Regions from separate parts of the Pan troglodytes genome. Here region 2 is linked to region 1. Evidence: chromatin contacts called from public HiChIP or PLAC-seq data. All regions are on one chromosome and are shown on one strand. The core of a region is the stretch at or near the end of the contact, and the rest is flanking DNA. Distances in the headings are between cores, read along the strand shown.

Region 1 (4,547 bases), core at 595-3,094:
GAGGATTCAGAAAGGCTATGGGAGGAATGTGGTATCTGAACTGGGACTGGATGGAGAGGCAGAACAATGTGGAAGGAGCACACAGTGCCATTTTTGCAGGAGGCATAGAGGGCACATGGCTAGAGAGCAGGCTGAGGCCAGATCACGGTAGGCCTCGAATGCCAGGATGAGGAACACATTCTTAATTCACTGGGAGCCACTGAAAGCTTTTGAACAAGAAGTGATATGAAGGAGTTGTCCTCCAATATCATTTTTCTGTGTTTCCTTAGTAACAGAAACTCCAATTTTTTAACTGGGTGGATGCCTGTGTAAAACAAAAATTACATTCCCTAACGTTTCTTGCAGAAAAGTATGGTCATTTGACTAAATTCTTATCGATGAAATATAAGAGAAATAATGTGTATGACTTTTAGGAAGTTTTTTTAAAGAGAGAAGGCATGCCCTCATTGCTCTTTCTTTTCTGCTGGGTGAAAGCTGAACTTTATCCTAACATGTATATTACTCATTAGGAAGATTAGCCTGGGGCAAGGCAAAATACAGGATGGTTGGAACAAAAGGAGCATTGGAAGTGGGAAGACTAATTAGGAGAACATTTCAATAGCCCAGATAAGAAGTGAGGAAATAAGAACTGAGCCAGTGTGGTAGCAGTGGGAATAGATGGGATGGGCAGATGTGATAAATATTGTGAAAGGAATCTCTGTGGGACTTGGCAATTCATTAGATGAGAGAAGGCACCACAGAGGGAAGAATCAAAGTTCACTTTGAAGTTTCACACAGAGGTGACTGGGTCATCAATTATGTTTTAACCGAAGGGATGAGCAGGTTTGAGGAAGGCAACCATGAGTTTGGTTTTGAACATTTTAGTTGGGACGCCTGCAGGATATTCAGGTGAAGATGTAAAACAGGCAGCCGAAGACTCATTTCTGGAGCATGATTTGAGAGTCTTTTGCATAAACGTGGTAGTCAAAACAAAGGGAAGGGCTGATTGGCAAAACACAGTGTGTGTCTGTAGGAATTACTCTTTCTTCAGTGCACATAGAGAAATGAACTGCATTCTGGAAAACCAGATACAAATATGTGCAGCTCTTCATCTGACACTACCTCCCCCGCCCCCCCCCCCCCCCCCACACACACACAATCCTTACAAGTTCTAGCCAATAGCTGGCTGGCTCCAAGCAATAAAATACTCACTGTCTCAAAATTTGGACAGCTCCTTAAAGTTCCTTATGAAGGCATTTTGATTTGCACAAATATGTCATGACGTTTTAAGATGACTCCTTTTTAGCAAGAAATCTATAGTAAATTGCCTTCCTCCTTAATTGAGGTTAGCCACAATTAGGTCTTCCCTTGCCTGGCACAGTGGGTGGTGCCAGCTACCAAGGAGGATCCCATAAGCCCAGGAACTGGGAGACCAGCCTGGGCAACATAGCGAGACCTTGTCCCAGAAAGAGAGGAAAGAAAGGAAAGAAAGGGAAAGAAGGAAAGAAGGAAGGAAGGGAGGGAGGGAGGAAGGAAGGAAGGAAAGAAGGAAGGAAAAAGAAAAAACAAAAGACCACTCACGGAAGTCTTTAAAGAACAATTCACAAGCAGAATAAGAAAATATAAAAATATAATAACTGTGACACAGTAAAAAGACTCAGCAGAAGTTTCCCTTGTAACTCGCGTGGCCAAAGCAGATATCAAATAAAAGATGAAATAAACAGGAAATCCATAGAACGTGAACAATAAGGAACCGTTCAGGATGGCCAAACCGCCGTCTGCGCTGTTTTCTCGCCAGGGCTCAGGCCTGGGAACGGAAGAGGTTAAAATCCAGTGGCTTGTGTTTCAGCTTTGGTTACGTGGCAGAAACCAACTGGAAGTGGTGGCGTGAGAGCTCTGTTTCTTCTAGAAGAGCTTTGCGTCTTAAACGCCCATACCGCAGACAGCTGCCTGGCGGGCGACCCAGCCCCATCCTGATGGCCCCAGGACACAAGCCCAGGAGCGCCCCGGTGCGCGCGGTTCCGCGGCCCAGGGGCGCCGGGTTTGGTGGCACAGCGAGCCCCCTTTCTCTAGCGGTATGGCTGCGTTAGAGCCCTAATGAGCGCGTGCGAAGGCTCCCCTTATTCATCCATCCTCCGGTCCGTCCTTTGTCTCAAGGCCGGGGCCTTGCTGGGCACCATGGCGTGCTTTACCGCACAAGCCCCTGAGGACCCCTGGAACAAGGCATCTTCCGCAGGAGGGGACGCGGCGGCAGAACCGCCCCGGGCCCCCTCACCGCGCCCGGCCCCCCTCACCGCGCCCGGCCCCCTGGCGGGAGAGGCCGGCGAGCTCTGGAGAGGAGAGCGGGCCGCGCGGGGGCGAAAGCGCCACCCGGGAGAGAGGGACCCTCCCCTCTCCTCCCCTCTCCTCCCCTCCCCTCCCCTCCCACAGTCCTCAGGAGGAGGAACGCCGCTGCGTTCTAAGTTCTCCCGGGCCCTCTGGCCCCGAGGACTCAGATCCCGGCCGCGGGAGAGGGCCCGGCAGGTGCCAACGAGTCCGGGCGGTCCTTCAGCCCGCACTTCCCCGCGGTCGCCCGGAGCCGGCCTCCGTTAGCCGGGCGGGTAGGCGGCTATTGGCGCCAGGATTGGCCGGCGCCGCCCGCGCCCCCGCGGCCTCGGGTGGAGCCTCCCGCCCGGCCGCCCCCTGCGGCACCCGCGACACGGGTGGGGACCAGAGGCTCCCGGCGGCGGCTCCCGGGCTGTGATTGGCCAGCGCCGCAGGGGGCGGGACGGCGGGCGTGAAGTGGGCGGGCTGGGGCCGCTCGCGCTCCCTCCTACTTCCCCCTCTGCGTCCGCGTTCGCGGCTCCCGTTTGCATCATCTCCAGCCGGCGGCTGCTCCAGGGAGGCTGGGCGCGATCCTCTCCGCCCGCGGCTCCAACCCGCACTCTGCGCCTCTCCTCGCCTTTCTCGCACCTGCTCCTGCGCCAGGCCGGGAGACCCCCGGGGCGGCTTCCCAGAACCTGCGGAGCACAACTGGCCGACCGACCCATTCATTGGGAACCCCGTCTTTTGCCAGAGCCCACGTCCCCTGCCACCTCTAGCTCGGAGCGGCGTGTAGCGCCATGGAGAAGAGCAACGAGACCAACGGCTACCTTGACAGCGCTCAGGCGGGGCCTGCGGCCGGGCCCGGAGCTCCGGGGACCGCGGCGGGACGCGCACGGCGTTGCGCGGGCTTCCTGCGGCGCCAAGCGCTGGTGCTGCTCACCGTGTCCGGGGTGCTGGCGGGCGCGGGCCTGGGCGCGGCGTTGCGCGGGCTCAGCCTGAGCCGCACGCAGGTCACCTACCTGGCCTTCCCCGGCGAGATGCTGCTCCGCATGCTGCGCATGATCATCCTGCCGCTGGTGGTCTGCAGCCTGGTGTCGGGCGCCGCCTCCCTCGATGCCAGCTGCCTCGGGCGTCTGGGCGGCATCGCTGTCGCCTACTTTGGCCTCACCACACTGAGTGCCTCGGCGCTCGCCGTGGCCTTGGCGTTCATCATCAAGCCAGGATCCGGTGCGCAGACCCTTCAGTCCAGCGACCTGGGGCTGGAGGACTCGGGGCCTCCTCCTGTCCCCAAAGAGACGGTGGACTCTTTCCTCGACCTGGCCAGGTAACACTCTCCACCTCTCCCAGGGCCCAGTGGGAGACGCCAGCTCTCGGATGCCCTCCAGTTCATACACCCATATGCTTATACACTCCTAAGAGTTAATTCTTAGCTGGCTGCTGCTGGCGTTTAACGTTTTAAAAATATCAAAATGACGTCTGGAGTCTTTGCGTGCTGACCACACCTTTGCAAACAGCTGGGGCGCACCGCACAATCGAAAGAGCAGGGCCGCATCTTTGAGCAAGAACCAGTCCCCACCGTTAGGTGGGCGTTTGTTAGGGAAGAGCCAGCCGCCCCGCCTGTTCTTTACTCCTTATACTCTCGCGCTGCTCTCCCCGGTAAAAATGTTCCGACCACGCCCCAATGGCTTCGCCTCATTTTCTCCCACATGGTGCCTAAAAGCTTCTGGGAGCATTGGTTAAGTTTTGCCTCTTGGGTCATCCGGCTTGCAATCTATGGCCTTCTCTGTTACAGTCCTTGGCTGCAAAGGAAGCTGGCAATTTTCTGCAGTTATCAGTGGACCCACGGATAATAGGGCTGGGGTTAGTTGAGTGAGACATATTGCCCAGAAATATGCCTCTCCTGAAGGCTTGGGGCTTGGGACAGGTTGCTGTCCACCCCAGTAAAGACCACGGCAGAGTGCTGTGTTTCAAAGGCCTTTCTTTGTGCGAAAGTGTTAGTTCTAGAGGGGAGGGAGAGAAGCATCTTCACTTAGTTTTGCCTGCTTTTTGTAATTCTTAGAAGTTGCATTTCATCCTTTGAGATGATGTAGTATCCTTTCTGTGACTTATCCAAAACCTTGGTCTCTCCTGGTTTCTCCATTAGCCCAAAGTTCACAAATGTGGAAACTGCAGCCTGGAGGCATTTACTGATCTAACCAGGTTCAGTTGAGTGAGGAGTCCAGCTGGCTCCTTCTCCAGATTTCTGATGATTTTGGATTCTGAGC
Region 2 (4,547 bases), core at 1,431-3,930, 240 kb before region 1:
CTTGGCCAAGGTCACAAAGATAATGAGGAAAAGCTGGGGTTTAAACTTACGGAATCTGGTTCTGGAAGCCCCACTCTTTTTTTTTTTTTTTTTTTTTTTAAATTATTTTGTAGAGACCGGATCTCACCATCTTGACCAGGTTGGTCTCAAATTCCTGAGCTCAAGCCATCCTCCCACCTCAGCCTCCCAAAGTGCTAGGATTACAGGCATGAACCAGCGTGAGGTCCTACTCTTAACCACTACACTAGACACCTCTCTAAGACTGCTGGTGATGATGGGGTAGCTAACCTGGAGTGCTCTGTGACATGTACTCTCATGCAACCTTACAACAACCCCTTGAGAAGTCATTCTTTCCATCTACAGGACAAAACCCACAAAAGCCAGGTTAGAAACGTCCCCAAGGTCACACAGCCAGTGAGGGATGGTGGTAAGATTCAAACTCTGGCAGCATGGCTCCCTTGTGCTATGAGGTCTTTCAATAATTCAGTCTTAACACTCATAAAAAAGGTCACATGATAAAATTTACTAAACAATTCAAAAAGGTTTTGTGTAAGTCTTCCTGAAACACTCTGGAAGGTTTTGGGGCTTATGACAAGCATTTCTTTAAGACAGCATTTACATTTAAGTCACTTTTCATCTTTACTACTTTGGGCTGATCATAAACACATTTCTGCTCTTTAAAAAGAAATATTTCTGTAGCAACTTGGCAGATTTCGGTACAGGAACAGTCTATTCTTTAAAATTAAATTTAGTAACAACTTATTCTGGTTACTCTGAAAGAGAAGGAGAGAATGAACTATTAAGAGGCCTTTCCTGTACTTCAATGTTTCAAAACATGTTTGGTTTGGCCTCATTTGAATCTTGTGGACAACTAGCCCAGAACTTGACTCAAAAAGAGTAATACCATTTTAAAACAGCTGAATTCTAAAAAGCAACCTCAGAAGCCAACTCTGAGCAACTATTTCTCATAATTTTTACTTTTATTTCAAACAAAATATGAAAGATGCATATGGCAACATCCTCATAAAGCATATATAGACAGGTATTTGTACTTCTGAGCTATGGACAACCAAGAAACCAAATCAAAATTTTACAAAATTCTGTAGTATGACATTGCTGAACAAGCAATGAAGTACACAAAAGATGGATATCAAAAGAGAAATAATCCATATTTCTCTCATATCCTTAACATGCTCCATTGTGTCCAGTGACTGAGAAATTTAAAACTCTGTGTTGTAATGCCTCCCTGTAACAGAGGTGAGCTAAAGATGAAGTGTCAAGCTGGATTTCCATCTTACCTTGCTTTCCTCCAACAGGTTCAAAGACTTCATAACCTTTGATACGGACTTGATATTTTTTCAATAGGGAACCCATAAAACTATTTTCAAATAAAAACACTAAGCAATGCCACTAGACAATCTGTCTTTCTCTGCTTTATCGCTGCCCTATCGCCACGCATTAAAATTATAAATACCTTTCTGCCTTGCCTTTATTGAATAAAAGTTTAACTTTGAATTAGAAGAAAACGTACCCATCGTCCCTTTTACACTTTTTGCAGGTGATAGAATCTATCAGATCACATTGGTGGCTATCACTGCTCTCTAAGCATCCTAAAGATAGAAAGCATGCCATTACCAAATGTTTTATAAGCGTTATAATGCCCCGATGGTGGAAGTCTGGCAATACCTAGACATACAGCAAGGCTGGTGAATAAGGAGCTGAGGGGCGGGGGAAGCGGGAGCGAGGGAGGGAGGAAAGGAGGGAGTCGCCACCTTAAATCCACGCCGGACCGGGAACCTGCAGCCCACAACCTGATCCCTGCCCTCCCCAACAGCGGACCGGCCACCAAATTTTTTCAGATCCTCCCCACCCAACCCAGCACAGCACTCACCCTTCTGCGAAGAAGTCGGCACCCAGTCCAGCTCCGAGACGGGTCGGGGTGGCAGCGAGGGAGGGGGCGTCTGGGCTGTGGGCGGGGGGTGTTCTGTGCGTCACTCGAGTACAGGACGGTGAGTTCGAGGGGTGGGAGCGCAGAGGAGCGGGGAAATCAAGTCACGGCCGAAAAGGGAGAAGGAGAAACGGAGGGGTGGGGTGATGGAGCGCCCCCTCCCTAAAATAAACCCACCGGCCCCTACGATCTCTGCCCCAGAGAGGGAAAATAAAATCAGGGGAAATAATAGACCAACCAATAAATCTCTAAAACGACGAGGAGCGAGGAACAGACTTTAATTTAAAGGGGGGAAAATTGAGCGAGGGCTGGAGGGGAGACAGAGGGAAGCGGCTCTGGGTCTATCCCATGCCTTTGCAGTCCCCAGGCAGAGGAGGAGGCTGGCTGAGGGGAAGTTGCAGCGGCTCCCGAGGAGGAGGAGGAGAAGGAGGAGGAGGATGTTACACCGTAACAAGTACAGACAGACAGCCATGGATCAGAGGGGCGCTGCAAGCAGGAGCAGGGGCGGCCGCGGCGGGGCGAGCGGCGGCGGGCGGCAGCACCGCCTGCTCGGCTCGCTCAAGACATTTAATTGGATTGATGGGTTGTGCAGTGACTCACAGACTTTACAGAGTCGTACAGCAATCCCCGCCCAGCTGGACAGGGGTGATGCGGCGGGGACGGGCGGGGTAAGGGGGCCGAGAAAGAGCTGGGCTAAGAGGCGGCGACGAGAGGGTGAGGAGCTGAGGGGGCGGAGCGGAGCGGAGCTACCCAATGGTGAGGCCCATCGTTCCGACGGGCGTGGGCCTCGACCTATGGCGGCGCGGCTCGTTAAGCGGCTGGCTGCACCCCTGGCCCAATGAGTCTTCTAAGGACACTGCCGCGAGCGGGGCGGGGGCAGTGGAGTGGGGGGTGGGGAGAGGTGGGTGGACGTTCAAGTGTTAGGGTGGAGGGAAGGAGGAGGCGCCGGAGACCCGCGGAGTCACTCGGCCCTCCTCGCTCCAGAAGTGCGCCTTCTGCCAATCCGAGCGCCTCGCGGGAGTGATGGACGCGAGCGTGTGGCCAATGGGGAGGAGATGGCTTCCGCCGCCGGCCAGAGGGGAAGGAGCGGGCGGGCCAGGCCTCCCCCTCTCCACCAGCTCCTCTCCGGGCCAGCCCTCCCCTCCCGCGCGGCTCGGGTCAGTCACGCAAATAACAGTGTGAGGGCCGGGGCCGCGCGGGGGGGCGGCGGCCCGCTGCTGGCTGCGTGACAGCGATAGGGACTGGCTGTGCTGCCTACTCTGATCCGGCAGGAGGAGGCGGCGGCGGAGGCTGGCTCCTAACTCTGCGTGCAGGCGGCTGCTGCTGCTCAGCCTCTGCCTGGCGCTGCCGGGGAGCCCCTGCGGCCAAACCCCACTCCCGGGGGACAGCCAGATTTGGAGTGAATCAGATCACGCAGTGCCCACTCTTGGAGACCGCTCCGGGGGAAGTCCGGCGGGGCTGTGTGCTGGGATCTGAGGAGGCTGGAAGCCGTAGGCGGGAGGCTTGGCCGTGACATTTGCCCCTTGCTTGCTTGCCTGTTTTCTGGGAAAGTCAGGGTAGGGTGTGGGCAGGTCGAAACAGCTCCTGAATACGTCCTGTTGCTTTACTGAGTTTCTGGAAAAGGCACTTCTTAACCTGGTATGAGCGAAGCTGTAAATGCATGTCGATACCTCAGCTTCCTCCAACCCTCCCTCCCGCACGGATCTTCCTCCCACTGGCTCACCTTGAACCCTGACGTCGGTGCTCCGCAGCACCCACTACTAGATCTTCTCCTCCCTGCTGATTCCCAGGAGTTATGGCTTTTCACAGTTTCTTGGCTACTGTCCAGCAATCATTTTACAGACCTTAACCCTTTACACACCCTTGTACTTGAAAGTACTGTAACTGTAACCACCAATAAACCTGAATGGAGATGTTCACTAAAGCAAATACACTGGCAAGAACCCACCTTCTTCCCCACAGGTGCATTTCTGCACGTAATTTGAGACTTAAAGACAATTGCTTCTGTGAAGAAACTAAGGAAAGGCAAATTAGACACTGTATCTCTACTCAAATTCACTTAGAATACCCGACATCCCCTTTCCACAAAGGAGTCATCTGGAGAGACCTAGGAATAATTTAGCTTTGGAGTCTTGAAGTGAGCGAAATCTTTACATACGTGTGTGTGTATGTATATATATGTATATATTTCAAATATATATATGAAATTGAAACCTACAGTGCTCTGGAATTCAGAAGAGAGATACTAAGTGAACACAAAGGTTTACTTTGGTCATATTGGGACCTTCCTTGATTATTGTCATTTTAGGATACAGATCCTTCCCCTGGGCCTGTTAAGACATACAGCCTGACACTTCTTTTCTCTTCCCTTTCTGATTTTAGCCCTACTCCATGATTTCTTTCAGTAGTCCTGAGTCCACTTACAAAAATGAGCTGTGCCACAAACTTCTTGTAGCACACAGCTTGTGTATGTGTTGCCTCTCAGTATGCTGAAACTCCTTTGGAATTCCACAGTGCAGGAAGGCCAGTGTCCTCATCCCAAGACATGATTTGCAAAAAGTGGACAGTGTTCCCTTAGCCAGGTCACCCTGTGGTAAGT

Evidence for each region. HiChIP or PLAC-seq counts read pairs in DNA pulled down with a chosen protein or histone mark.
Region 2: a contact with region 1 is called in an H3K4me3 HiChIP or PLAC-seq map of stem cell-derived excitatory neurons, with 2.7 times the contacts expected there. The contact joins the promoter of SERTAD2 here to the promoter of SLC1A4 in region 1. A contact is called at or near these places in 1 of 7 Hi-C or Micro-C datasets (stem cell-derived neural progenitor cells) and 1 of 1 datasets of contacts at active chromatin or transcription factors (stem cell-derived excitatory neurons).

Annotation. Positions count from the first base shown.
Region 1 is chr12:57,735,139-57,739,685 of NHGRI_mPanTro3-v2.0_pri, reverse strand. SLC1A4 (solute carrier family 1 member 4) reads left to right here and starts at 1,844. Exons shown (of 8, transcript XM_009442565.5): 1 at 1,844-2,054.
Region 2 is chr12:57,972,614-57,977,160 of NHGRI_mPanTro3-v2.0_pri, reverse strand. It overlaps SERTAD2 (SERTA domain containing 2), which reads right to left and starts at 2,680. Exons shown (of 2, transcript XM_009442562.5): 1 at 1,892-2,680.